2 separate regions of the Anser cygnoides genome follow, and region 1 is linked to region 2. The links are chromatin contacts, called in public Hi-C maps. All regions are on one chromosome and are shown on one strand. Each heading gives the region's core, a stretch centred on a gene start, on an enhancer-like site or on the middle of the called end of the contact. The rest is flanking DNA. Distances are from core to core; before and after follow the strand shown.

Evidence for each region. Hi-C and Micro-C count contacts between places; a contact is called where the count stands out from the background.
Region 1: a Hi-C map of liver shows a contact between it and region 2, with 6 times the contacts expected there. The contact joins the promoter of CCNY here to the enhancer-like site in region 2. A contact is called at or near these places in 4 of 7 Hi-C or Micro-C datasets (granulosa cells and liver).

Annotation. Positions count from the first base shown.
Region 1 is chr2:14,664,041-14,671,139 of Taihu_goose_T2T_genome, forward strand. CCNY (cyclin Y) reads right to left here and starts at 1,387. Exons shown (of 10, transcript XM_048076573.2): 1 at 841-1,387. The coding sequence starts at 994.
Region 2 is chr2:14,540,557-14,547,377 of Taihu_goose_T2T_genome, forward strand. It overlaps CCNY (cyclin Y), which reads right to left. Exons shown (of 10, transcript XM_048076573.2): 9 at 6,043-6,205; 10 at 1-500. The coding sequence ends at 384. Among named protein-coding and RNA genes, the nearest start is that of GJD4, 20 kb to the left of the region's middle. Within about 2 kb of position 4,510, at least 1 of the 3 cell types and tissues checked has open chromatin away from gene starts, as enhancers often do.

The DNA of each region.
Region 1 (7,099 bases), core at 137-2,636, 120 kb after region 2:
CCAGACCATTATGTATTTTTTTCCACCTACTGATCCTATTACACTCCGATTTTTCAGCTGCGTGCAGCGAAGACATCTGAAAAACATTCATATTTCCAGGATTAAATTCCAGAATTCAGAGAAATGGCCTTAACCAGAGAGGGAATCCATCTGCTACCAGGCACTTCGTAACTTCACCGGTGCCAAGAACTGACCTAACACAAAACCGTAATAAAATCACCACCACGTAAGCTACGAAAAAATAAAAAACAAAACCCTGGAAGGCAAAGTGAGGCGCGCCACAGTCACTCCTCCTGGCTCCCTACCAAAAGCACTGCATGTGAACTGCTCCGGGACGCCGCTGACCTTCCCCCAGGTGAAGCTGTGGGGACGAACGGTGCGGGCACCCAGAGCCCGAGCGGCCTGTGCGGGTTAACCCGCGCCTGCGAGTTCGGCTGGGCTCTGCGGGGGGCCGGGGCTCCTCAGGGCACGGCTGAGGGGAAAGGGGGCGAAGCGACGCGCGGGCGAGCCCAGCAGCCGCGCCTCATCGCGACAGCACCGCGGGCAGGAAGAGTCACGGCGGCAGCGCGGAGGTCACTTCTTGCCTTCGCTGCTGCCTCACCGGCTCTGCCCCGCGGCTTCTGCCCGCGGCCGGCGATATGCGCGACAGGCCCGTCCCAGCGCGGCCCAGCCCAGGCGACCCCCAGCACCCCCGCCGAGGTGCCGCAGGGCTCGGGCAGCGCACCCCGGCACCACACGGCCGGGGCTGGGACGCGGGGACACCGCGGGGGCTCCGCGCCCGGGCAGGGCGAGGGGAAGGGACCGGAGCCCCCCGGGGTTTCGCCGCCCGGCCGCCCTCACCGTCGATGTTCTCCCGGTCGCTGATGTGCTGCAGGTTGCAGCCCGTGTCCTCCCGGCTCAGGTCGGCCTCGGGGCGGTAGGACTCCAGCCGGGAGTGGGCATTCCTGCGCAGCTTGGGGCTGGAGGAGACGCAGCAGGAGGTGGTGTTCCCCATCTTCTCTGCTCCAGCCGACCCCGGCCGGGGAGGAGGCGAGGGGCGGCCGGTCAGCGGGGGCGGCGGGCGGCCATGGGCGAGGAGGAGGAGGACGAGGAGGAGGAGGAGGAGGATGGGGAGAGGCGGCGGCTGCGGCGCCCTGCGGCTGCACTCGCCGGCGGATCCCGCCGCTGGGTCATCCGAGGCGGCAGCCCCGCGGCGAGGGCTGCGGCAGCTGAGGGCGAGCTAAGCGCTGCTGCGCGGCCGGGCGGCGCAGGGCCGGCCGAGGCACAGCCCCATCGCCGGGCGGCGGGGCCGCCGCGCTCCTCCTCCGCCCCCGCGGGCCCCCCTCACCCCCTCGGCACCGCGGCAGCCGCAGCGGCAGCACCGGCAGCAGCAGCAGCAGCCGCCCCGGGCGGCCTCCGCCAAGCGGTTCCGGTTCAAGCGGGCGGTGACGCCTCCTGCCAGGCGGGCTGCCGGGCCGGCGGCCGTGCCCGGCTCGGCGGGGGCTGAGGGGCGGCCCCCGGCCGTGCCGCCTGCCCGCTGCCAGGCGGTGCCGAGCCCCGTGTGCGTTTACGTGACGGGAAGACGAAGCACGGCGGTGGCCGAAGGGAGCGGCGGGGCGGAGGGGGCGGCTCCCGCCCGGCGTTGCACGCCCTGGGGGCTGCAGCCCCCCGTCAGCCCCGCTGTCCCCCCGCAGGCGCTGCCCCGCCGGGGTCCCCTCACACCAACGGCTCCGTGTCCCCCAGCAGCGGGGTGTGTCCTCGGTTCCTTCAGGAATTCAGAGCATCACAGAATCATAAAGGTTGAAAAGGTTGGAAAAGGCCTCGAAGATCATCTGGTCCAACCGTCTCCATTCTGCGAGGGCTTGGTTTTCATAGAATCACAGAACCATTCAGGTTGGAAAAGGCCTCCAAGATCATCTGGTCCAACCATCCCCCTACCACCAGTATCACCCACTAAACCATGTCCCTAAGCACCACGTCCAACCTTTCCTTGAACACCCCCAGGGACGGTGACTCCACCACCTCCCTGGGCAACCCGTCCCAATGCCTGACTGCTCTTTCTGAGAAGAAATGTCTCCTCATTTCCAACCTAAATCTCCCCTGGCACAACTTGAGGCCATTCCCTCTAGTCCTACCACTAGTTACCTGTGAGAAGAGGCCAACCCCCAGCTCCCCACTCCACTGGTGGTCACAGATGAGTGGTCAGAGGGGATGGAGAGCATGCAACCGACTGGTGATGTGCCCCTACCATGTATTCAGAGCTTTCCCAGTCAAAATCCCTTTCTCCAGTATCAGTGTAATCCTAACGATGGAGACTCGGGATGTTTCTCATTAGTTTTGTTTTCTAATCTTTATAATCTAAGCAAATCTCATGACTACTGGAGGTCTGAGTCACGTTAGTCAAATGGTTACACTGATAATTCGATTACAGAAAGACACAACTGTGTCTTTATAAATAATGCCCCAAGTTGGATAATTACATGAAAGACTTTAAGTTTTCATACTAAATTTTTTTCAGACCCTACATTGCAAAGAAAAAATCATTTTTATTTTTCAACAAGCTTCAATGTTTATTTGATACAAATGTACTCTGGTGGGGTACAAAACAATAAAGAAAAATAACATTTTAAAAAACACGTTGAGGATGGGTTTCTGTAAATAATGTTGTGATACCCCAAAGCGGCGATGTACGTTTGTTACATTGTCCTTTTGTGTTTGAGTAATGCAAGATGAAAAATACGTTTAGTATCTTTTGTGTGTTAGTGTCTTCTGTATTCTGTAGTCTGTGTCCAAACGAAAGGAAATTAAGCACTTGCTGGTGCTCTAGCTTAGAAATATTGTCCCGTAGTAGGATGTAATGTTAATTAGCCCTTTCCACCACCACCACGTAGGTCGCTGCAACCATCAGGCGTACCCAGCTCCTCAGCTGGAGGGCTGGAGCTGCTCCCGAGCCTGCTGCCAGCCCACTCTTCTGCTCGGACCAGGACATGGCATAAACCATGCTCACCTCGCCAGAGCCGATTAAGTCACAGATGGTCAGAAGCAGTCATCAGAAAAAAATCAAACACAACTTTGCAAGAATCAAATCTATCCTAGGATACATAAAATAGAAAAATAAAACATTAGTGAAATGTCTAGCTTAGCACACCTCACAGGAGGAGTTCGACAGGGCTAGAAAGGCTTCTGTGGAAGAAGTACTTGTTTGCCTGCCTGCCATGGCTCCCTGCCCTGCCCCGTTAAATCCTACCATCCTGTAGGAATCCAGACACTTTCCCATTTACAGCCGTTTTGACCTGTAGTCTCCCACCATGACTGCTCCTCAGGTGCCAGCAGCATTGTGTTCTAAACATGTGCTTGGGTACTGCCTTCAGGGGAAGCCTTTGTGTTACCTTGCTTTGCTGTACCAATACCACTTAATTTTTTGGGCACAGAGCAAACATTTCGTAACCCCTAATGATTTAGATTTTTTTTAACATCTCTAAATCTATTATAACAAATCCTTAGTCAAATCTTTATGTTGTACATATTCCACAGTTTTCATAATCTTTGAAACAAAACAGGCAAAAACATAATGATGGAGGTTGGTTAATTGCAAAGTCTTCTTATCTAACTAGAGAAGCTAAAGAAGATGTTTTCTTCATTAGAAACAAATGATTTATACTTCAGTCCATATACTCTAAAGGTAAACATTAAAAATGTTTTAAAATATGAAATATTTAATACTTGTGATCACCAGTTGTGACCATGTAATCACTATGTAGCAACCTATTTTCCTACTTGCAGTCTCTTGTTCTGAATTTTTCATATGCCTTTATTCCTCCTCTCGCCCTAAGAGCTTGCTGAAGTACATTCTAATGGCAAAGGTGCTACAATACCTACTTACGGAGAAGGTCAAAGAAAAGGAACGCTCCTCTAGGGTAATGGTCTCACGCTGGTATCTGAGAGCTGAGACAAGTAAATAAATGAAATACGTCAGGAAAGCATGTTTGGTTTTCAATTGTGACAACTTTATTTCAGCTGTATCAAATTTCAGCTGTATCAAGTGTATAATGTAAATTATCATTTGATAAACGTTGGCACTGTAAAGCAAAAACACTTCACTGTACCTCATGACTTGCTTAGATGTCGTGTTTCAAAAGATGATCTTTTGTGTCTTTCCTTGCTTGGAGATCATTCTGTCCTTGAAGTTTAAGATTATGTATTTTCATGAGTTTGTCCTCCCGAGGAACTTAATACATCAGCTGAGGAACACCATAAAGCACCTAAAACTAAGGCCAAGATTGGTCAGTGCTGAGCTACCTGTGTTTACAAAGGGCTTCTTCCTGCATAAAGATATTTTTAAATCTCCACTGTTCGGAAGACAATGTACTTTTATAGGTTTAATGTTAATAATGTGACCCATTAAATTTTGTTCCTGAAGTCTTCCTAGTACATCATCAACAAGTGTAGCAGATGTAGGTCACTGTTTTGCTTAGAAAAGGTTTTTACCTATTTAGGGTACGTAGAAGTGGTAAATATTTTTTAACCCTGAACTACTTTCTGCTTGCAAACCTAGTGATATGGGAAACACAGGTTAATAAAATAAAATAAAATCCTTTAAAATAAAGGATTGGTGACAGCTAGATCTTTTGACTCCAGATTGTCTTCCAGATACACTCTGAGAAATTTGTCATACAATACCTTCCCCACACTGCCACCTAATGTTCAATAGGAGTCCTACTAACAATTTAGGCATTAAAGTCTAAAATGCTGTATTGCCAAATTTATCACAGGGTTAATTGTTGTATGGGATTTTTTAAAAGAAAGCTTAAAATGAACATTCCTATGTACAAATGTGAAAAGTGATCTGGCTGGTTGACTGAATCATACCCTAAACTCTGTTTACAATCATGCCTAAATTTATTTTGACTAGAATATTACCTAGCACAGCAGTGATGAACAGCTGAGGGATGTTAATTATCAACCCTCTGATTTTTTTTTATTATTATTTATTATTTATGTTGCAATCCCAAATTCAGTGGCAGCAAAAGACTTTCTTCCTCAAGGCAAGTTCTTCGTACTTGATTCTGACCCAACCAGGAAGGCGAAGTCTTTGCATTCCTCCGGAGGACGCGTTCACCCATCACGGCTCAGACTTCACTGAGATGTCCACCCCTGTGGGTTCAGGTGGACTACTCCTGCGGCACGTTCCCCCTTTGTTTAAGGTGTTGATTCTTCTAGGATTAAGGCAGTCTTCTCTTTCTTGAAGGAAGTATTTCAGTGCTTGCCAAAAAATGTCCTTTCAGCCGTGTCACAACTTATCTGGAGCCCTTCCTATGCCTACTCCAACCATTATGCTGTCATCAGAGGCACCTGGAGGTTTCTGGGGTACTTGGCAGAGTGATCCCGCAGTGACCGGTCACAGGAAAGACATCAAGACTCAACAAGAATTATGTAAGTTATGGAGTCCCTGCTCAGTGTTACCTAACTGAAAACATTTCAAATGAATTCTCATCAACTGAAGGCAGCCCTTTGGTGAACAGCACTTTTACTTGGCGAGTAAGCAGCTTTTCTGAATCTGAGAGCAGTATGTAGAGTAAATCAAGATTTCTTTTGAATGCAAAGGGCAAAATTCAGGTTACCTACTAAATGTATTTAACTGCAGTGCATGAATTAGGATGTTAATCTCCTGCCAGCTACGGAAGAGGTAATATTCTAGGCAGTAAATCAGGGCACAAAGTCACGGTCCTGCTCTGAAGTGTGTGACAACTGGAGAATCCTAGCCATTTTCATTTGCTAAGCAGGAGGAAATAGGGGATTCAGGAATGAAGGTGACACACCTTCAGGCAGGCATTAGAGTACTTCCCTAAACATACATAGCCAGATAATATATTATCTGGAATATTATTGCCAGTTCTCTCACCAAACTGAAATTACTGCAGAAATAGGCAGTTTCCCTCAATTAGGGAAAGGCTGAGTATCGTTTTGGGTGAAACATTTGAAGAACAGCTACACTGGAATATTTATATATACACTTAACCATTCATATTTTTTGTACCTCTCCAGGGATGGAACAAGTTAAGATCTGTGTGTGGAGGCAGCCAGAAGCCCGGGCATTATGCACACGAGGGAAGATCACCCGTACAGCACAGAGCTGCCGGTTGGCAGGGGAGGAAAGCAGTAACAAAGCAGACTGTACCAGGGAAGCTTTTGCATTGTGGGGGAAGGCACAGGCAATTGGATTTAACCATCTGGGTGGAATTTGACTGGATTAGCTTTGGCACAGTTTCACATAGTCTTAATTCATCAGTGAATGGAGTAACTATATTGGAAAACTACTGGGGAAAAACAACATTGCCCCTGATGCTACTGTCATAGGCAGATAAAGCACAATCCCATACAGTGTCTCTCTCTGTTTTTCTCTCTTCATTGTCTCTCTAGCTATTTTTTTCTTTTTTGTGCCAGTGTGTGTCTTCCCATATCAGGATTGGCTGCCTTTTCTTGGTCTGAGATCTTGGCATGTAAAGAGCTATAATTACCCAATGGTATGGCATGGTGACTACTAGCAAGGGTGGGACTGCCTCCTCTTGAACAATAAAACCCCTTGTATAGCAAAGCCTAACTAAACAAAACAAAACAATGTGTAAAAACAGACAGTGCTGCCACGAAGGGCTTTGCCAACTGGAGAGTCTATATGGAGTATGAATAAGAGGCTACTGTGTTTTAGTCCTTTCTGCTTGTGAAAGATCCCGTTCTGTAAAGAGGTATCTGTTAATGTGTTCTGATTTCGTACAGGTCTAGGCAAGAGTAACTCCTTCAATTTCACTGAAGCTGCTCACAATTTGTACAATGAGACCTGAACCAGGAACAGAAACTTAGGTTAGCATGTTCAGACATATTTTATTCTCTAATTCAGCTTAAAAATATTATATATATAAAAATATTATATATTTTTGAAAGAATAAACAACTTTCACCCAACTCTCAATACACAGCACTTCTGAGTATCAGTCATGGCAGCTTGTAGTTACAAACATTTGTGTGTAACATGAGCTAATATATGTTAATATGCAAGGAATTTAATTATTTAGAAGTATAGCTCACTGTACACACATATGCTCAGGCTGAGCCCTTTATATGAA
Region 2 (6,821 bases), core at 3,260-5,759:
GACTACACGGTTCATTTCTCTTCAAAAGTACAGCATATTGGAAAATGGCACAGTTCTTAAATATTTGTCTGCCTCTACTTCGTTTGTTGTTTCTTCTTCCAAGCACCTGATTTGCTGTTTCCTCACAGAAAGGGTAAAGCTGTTAGTGAAAGTGAGAAAAAGATTGTTGCCCATCTTCTATCCCAAACACTTGACTTCTCCATTTCAACTTCTGCTAGGTATTTTGCTCGTGTGCTACACAATGGGGAGGCACTGTAAAGGCAGCTCGACAGATTCAAAAATAAAAAAATCAAAAGTCTTTTTTCTTTTTTCCCCCCAACCCACCCCGAAAAAAATTGGATGGATGAAACAGTACGTCCGTGGGAATATTCCAGTCTCCTCTGTTAGGAGATAATAGCAGGCGACCATCTAACCACAGTCAGATTGTCAGCACTGACTGACCGTTTCTTTGCAGATTTCCTGAAGTCCTTGTATTTATCTTCACACAAGCGGGAAATGGCCTGTAACGGGAGAGAAGGAAGAAACCTCAGTTGCAGTGGCCACAGCTGTACAAGTAATAAAGAACTGACTGTGGATTTCTATACATAGACAGAACTACAAAATGGTGCTTCATTAAACAAAGCACGTGAAGAACTTCTCCCCAAATTCTCTTATTCATTTCGTTAATCTTAAAATACTCAACACATTGCCATTGCTTTGCCCACCATATTTGCTTTCAAAGGTTTCAGTAAGCGTATGCCAAACCTTTTCTTTACAGGTTAACCATCGCAAATCTAGCCAAGGTAGCTGTGCTTACCCACTGCTGTAAGTAGCATCAATAGAGCACTTCATGGGTGAAAAATTATGGAAAACTTCATAGAAAATTACAGAAATTGTCAGCGTATTTGGAGAGTTTGGGAAGAGAACGGCTTTTAATTTTTTTCTTTCCTAAAGTCTCATAACAAATATGTTTTCCTCCAGTGGTGAATGGTCTGTCAGAATACTTGCCCTGCTTTGCTCATGCAAATGATGTCTACCTGCATTTCTGAAGAACCCCAACGGCAGGAGATGGTGATTTCTATGTGAACAGGCTGTCTTAAGCTGCTTGTGGAAAATGTCACTCATATCAAGAATAACTTTATTAGCATTAAAAATACACAGAAATGTTAAAAACCTTTTTAAAGAGAGATACAAAGATTATTCAAATGCTGAGACTTACTAAACTACACAGGAGTTAACATTTTTATGTTCCTACTGTTTTTAGCCAAGTTTAAAACGAATGTACATTATGTACCATACATAACTCAACTCTAAGCATTCATATGGTTGGGAGAGGCTATGGTTTCCATCAGTAGGGATGTTAACTCTGGCATTTAAAAACACAGAGCTGCAGAGAAAGGTCATTCCAAAGAGTACTCAAGCCAACTTAGAAAATGAGATGAAGGAAAACAGTATTTGTATTTACTGTGGAATGCTTTTAAGTGCTATCTTAAGATAGCTTGTGTAATAAAAAGTACGGCACAAACAATAACAGTACAAGTGTTTGGTTATAAAAGAAAGTAATATAAATAAAATGGTCTGACTCTGAGCATTGTGCTTTTTCTTGATTTTTACTTCTACAGCACAGCAAGTTGTAGGAGTGAACAGTTCTGCAAAGATCAGAGGCAGTTTTGACAGAAGCACCCAACTCATGCCTCTAAAAGCGAGTTCACCTAACGCTTTGTTCCAGCCAGCCACAAAACATACTTAAATTAAAACAAAGAAAGAAAACCACCTGGAAACTAGTTGCTGCTATTTTCAGTTGGAAACTGAATTTCCTTTTGCTATGACCATTCTTGAACTTGCTTAGCGCTCAAGAAGAGAACAGAATAAAGTAACACAAATATTCCTGTTGCTTTATAGACCATAACTTAACTCACTCAAAACTGCTTAGTAGTATTTTATTTAATGTAACCAGGAACTCAATGCACTAAGAATGTTTATACAATTCAAGTGGATTTTAAATCCAGTAGACGAAAACAGTTTGATCACGGGATGATGTGCCAAGGTGTGGCTTGGCAAACAGGTGTTCAGTGGAGGAGGTCAGCTTCCTGCAGCTGCCAAACCAGGCTGCTATCGTAGGCATTAAACAGGGAAAGTAATCACGTCAAAATTGCCTGTTTCACAGCAAAATTCCTGTTCTGGCACTCAGTCAGACAATATGAAATTTTGCTTGGAAGTGGCACCTAACATTTGGCAACTCCAGTCCCCGGTGATTACTCATGTAGATATGAAGCACACTGACTGCGGTTTGAAGCCACTTCATTTGCAACTAATTTATAAACCCAACATTTGGAGCCTATTTGACAAGTCAACTATAGCATCTTGGAACATATGGAGAAACAAGACAAAAGCAGAAAATTGTAATTATTTACTACTGCCTTTCAGTTAAAATAAATCCAAGTAGCTCACAACACCTTTCTGTCATCTGGTATATGTTGCTTTCAAAGCCAGAAGAAGAAATTAGTTTTTGACTGCTGCAAGGGACCTTTTCTCTAATGAAACCAAATCAAAGCATTATGAAAAACAGCAACACCATTATATTATATGAAATTTTGGGGAGACTTGATTGTAATATCTGTAATTAGCTAGAAATATGCATACATATATATTATTCATTATATATATATACATACATACACACACACAGAAGTAGAAGTCAGTTCCTCTATTGAGTTGCATGGACCTAGAGAAGACTGTCACTGCCCAAGGGGGCTGATGAGGAGAAGGGACAGGGTAGAAACGCAGCAGTAGGATAAATCTTTCCTGCATGGACATCATTGTGCAGGGCAGGAAAGCAGGAGCGTGGGTTTTACCTTTGTTGCTGGAAATGCACAAATGCACTCAGCTGCGAAGGCTGCAATGCTCCCTAAAACAGACAACCCAGAGAACTTTGCAGGGAGAGGCCAAACTGAGTCTGGACAGACTATGTAAAAACAGATGACTAGAAGTTGTGATGAAGAGGGTTCTCCCTAACTTTGGGAGAATGAAAAGAAAAACAATCACTTTACTACTGACAGAAAAATCTGAGGAGTTTTGCTCTCCCTTCACCTTTTAGCTACGAGGTTCTGAACACACCGGACATGCAGGGCTGCAATCAACCACTGCAACAGCAGGAAGCCGGAGGGATATAAAGACACTTCTCTACTTGTAACTTACATCTTTCCCTCCTCTTTATATCTGTCTGATCTATGGGATAGCACCTCTTTAGGGTCAAGAAAAGACAGCACGTAGTTCAAAGAGTTATTCCTCAAGTGCTATCCTAATAATAAAAAGCAGAGACAACACAGCCCAATACACTGAGAGTGCACTAACGAATGCTCTTACAAAAATCTGGTCTGGAAATGAGTACAGCGCTAAGATCACAAGCAGAAATAGGGTAGGCATGTTTTGTGGACTTACCAAAAGAGCAGGATCTGAGTCACATTTAGCTCAGTACATGGGACAAAAACCAGGTGCACAAGTAGGAAATTACAAAACAGTGGATTAAGGTTGGATATCTGACAATCTTCTTGGCAGAAAAATCTCCCATGTTAGAAAATAATTTCTCAGGAGAAGCAAAGGAGACCTTGACATTTGACACAATTAGAAGCAAGGAGAAAACGCACTGCAAGATGTGCTGTTCTGAACACGGAGGAGCACTGGCAGGTGAGCAGACTGCATGATCTGATGAAAGGCTGTGTGCCATTTTTAACTTGCATGATTTCACACAATGGAAAAAAAAAAAAGAAAGGGGTGACACAAAAATGGTTCTTGACTACCAGCTGGACTTGTATAACAAATTCAGGACACTTTTAGGCCACGGGCTATGCCTCTCGTAGCATCTCAGATCTGATGGATCTTTGTCAAGCATTACCACTGACAAGCAGCAGTATTTCCTAGCCTTGCCTTGCTTTTTTTTTTGGTCCCAGGTAAATCAACTTGTTGATATTCGAACAAATAGTAAGACAGAGAATCTGCCATGAGAGCTCTAATACCAAGAGGCCTCAGATATATAACAGCTGTAAAATGCAAATGTAGCAAAAATGCTTTATAATATAACCACCTCTTTACACAAGACCTTTTGTGATATCAAATGTCAGTAAGTTGCTTTAAATCTTAGAACTGAGCAAAGTCCCTTCAATTTACCAGGCATGGCAAATCATTCCTCTGCATACGTACATTTACTGTGAGTCTGCTGTCTTTAACCACAGACTGCAGCTTTTCTCTCAGTTTCAAAAATAGAGAACTCGGGGCTGAGAAGCACATGACAGACCTGGAAAAGTTTTGTAAATGCATTTTGATAACTCTTGGCAAGCTATATGCTTAACTGTGCTCAAGGAATTAGGCTATAAATTATGCTGTCAGCTGCTTTCAAGGGTACACTAATGACAACCAATATTACCAGGGAACAAGGCAGTTCCCATCAAGTTCCCTTCCTTGGGGCCACGGAACAGAGGCAAGGAGCTGGTAAAACCACGGTGTTTTCACAGCAGAGACTCTTCCTTGCAGAGGCTCCCTCTGGCTAGCAGTTACTTTACTGCAACCTCATGCTAGCAGCACAAACCATCCTCACCATGGGAAAATTTTTAATAAAGTGTATTTACTTTAAAAATATTCCATTATTTCTTTTTAAATATGCATTATCTTTAGATAGTTCAGAATAACCACCAGTATTCTCTGTGTATTTACAACCATTTTCTGTTTTTTCTTCCATGGTTTTAGGAGCTACCTTCATTACCTTCATTCGTAACTCACAGAAAGGGTTCGGAGATGTTGTGCATTAAGTTTTCTTCAAAAAGTAATTCATTTAATTTTAATATACGTAATGGCAATAATTATCAAGACCTAACATCTAATAACTTAGCAAGGCACCTCTTTTCATTACATTCCCAATGAATTTCCATATTTTATTACTCCGACTCCTTAATACAGACAAAATCTGATGCAAATTTACATCACACTTCATACAAAGGATTAAATTACATTCTTATTAGAAACGTCAGGGAAATTTAGAAAGAATTTTTAGAAAGAATAAGAAATACAAATTTAGTGAAATCTGCTTCGATTCTTTCTCCACCAGTTTCCAGATACCTCTGTTCCCATTACTGCTGCAAACAAGTTAATTCATCTTCCCATGCATCATTTCCCCCACAGAAACTGTTTTGCAGGAACAGTAAGAGTTTCAAAACATGCAACACTCACTCTAATCCACAGATGAACAACTTACAGCGTAAAGCTGTTATCTAATTAAAGGCATCCAACGTTAAAAGCAGTTAGCAGCTAACAGCAGACTTCAAATTTAGGAACAAAATGTGTACATATTCATGCAATAATGCCCATATTCAAAAAACTTCATCTAAAAAAGCTCAAGAAAGAAAAGATTCTAGTCCTGTAAAGTATCCACTTATTGCCTGATGATTTTAAATTCCTCCAGTGTCTGTGGGAATTCACAGTGCCCTGCATTTCACAGGTCCAGACCACCTGACATAGTGGTTCATGCACATGGCATATGTAGGTCTCCTAAGATTCACGATTCATCCAGTAACAGTGTGCTCATTTCTGTCCTGTTACTGAGAATAATACTGCTGAGATAACAGACTTGGATTCACGTGAAATACAGCAGTACCAGGTAACAAGCACACGGAATAGCTATTTTCAGCAGTACTTGTTAATACTCTGTCCTCCATACTCAGTCTTAAGAACACACAAAACCAGACTGAGAACTGGGTTATTTTAAAACTTGTACTTTCACAAGGCCAATTTCAACAATTAGAGCTGAAAGAAATGGAAAGCAATACCAGATATGAAACAGATTGGGCCAGAAAGCTACCCTCATATCTACAAATACCTAAAGCACAAGTAAAACAGTTACGGACATTGGGGCACATTCTACCATTACATGGGAATATTTGGGAAGAGATGGAAAGAGAAGGGCAAAAATTCCAAATGCTTATACATACATACACAGACATAGACATATACATATATATATATATATATATATATTTCAGTTCTGGGCAATCTAAAAAGAAAGTGTCTTACCTCAAGTTTACATGCCCTGTCCCTGCTGAGGGGCTCCAAAGGAAAACTCAGGTTATTCGCTTCTGCCAGGGAACGCAAATCAAAATAATACTTGGCATAAACACTGGAGGGAACATTAATGTTGAACTGCAACAGCTCAAGAAACTGGCGTTCCAGCTCATTCCTGTAGAAAGGAGATAAATGTGAAAACATTTTTCAGGTTGTGCATCCTGAATGTAATTTATTTTAAATTGCAAATAGTACAAACCAAATTAATTTCTTATTCTTGACAGACACAATTATCCTAGCCTAAAGTTTGACCTAGTCTACCAACTTCTGTGAGCACGTGTACGTCAGTGAGGAATATGAAAGCTGCTGCAGCTTGCAGCTGCTACTGCCGTGCCAATCAAACCCAGACACAAACTTTTCTGAGCAGAAGAGCCCCTTAGTTTGGCTAATGCAATCTGGGAAAGGAAAAGCTAGCAGGAAAAAAAAATTCTTGTAGTTTTTGCTGTACCTCCACTAGGTGGATCTGCACACACAGCTATGCAAACACAAAACACATTCATACATGCCCTAAATTTGTCAGACATCTCTCATAACTGCTGCAAATTACCCTAACATAAAAAAAATGGATAACTTATTCTCTTTTGCTTTTCAGTATCAATCATATAAAACTAGACATGAGAAACCTGATTTCTTCAGCATGCCATCTATCAGCTGATGAACAGAATATAGCAATTTTTCCCTAGGACGTGCAAGCAAAATTCACATTGTTCATCATTTCTTTTTCACTACCT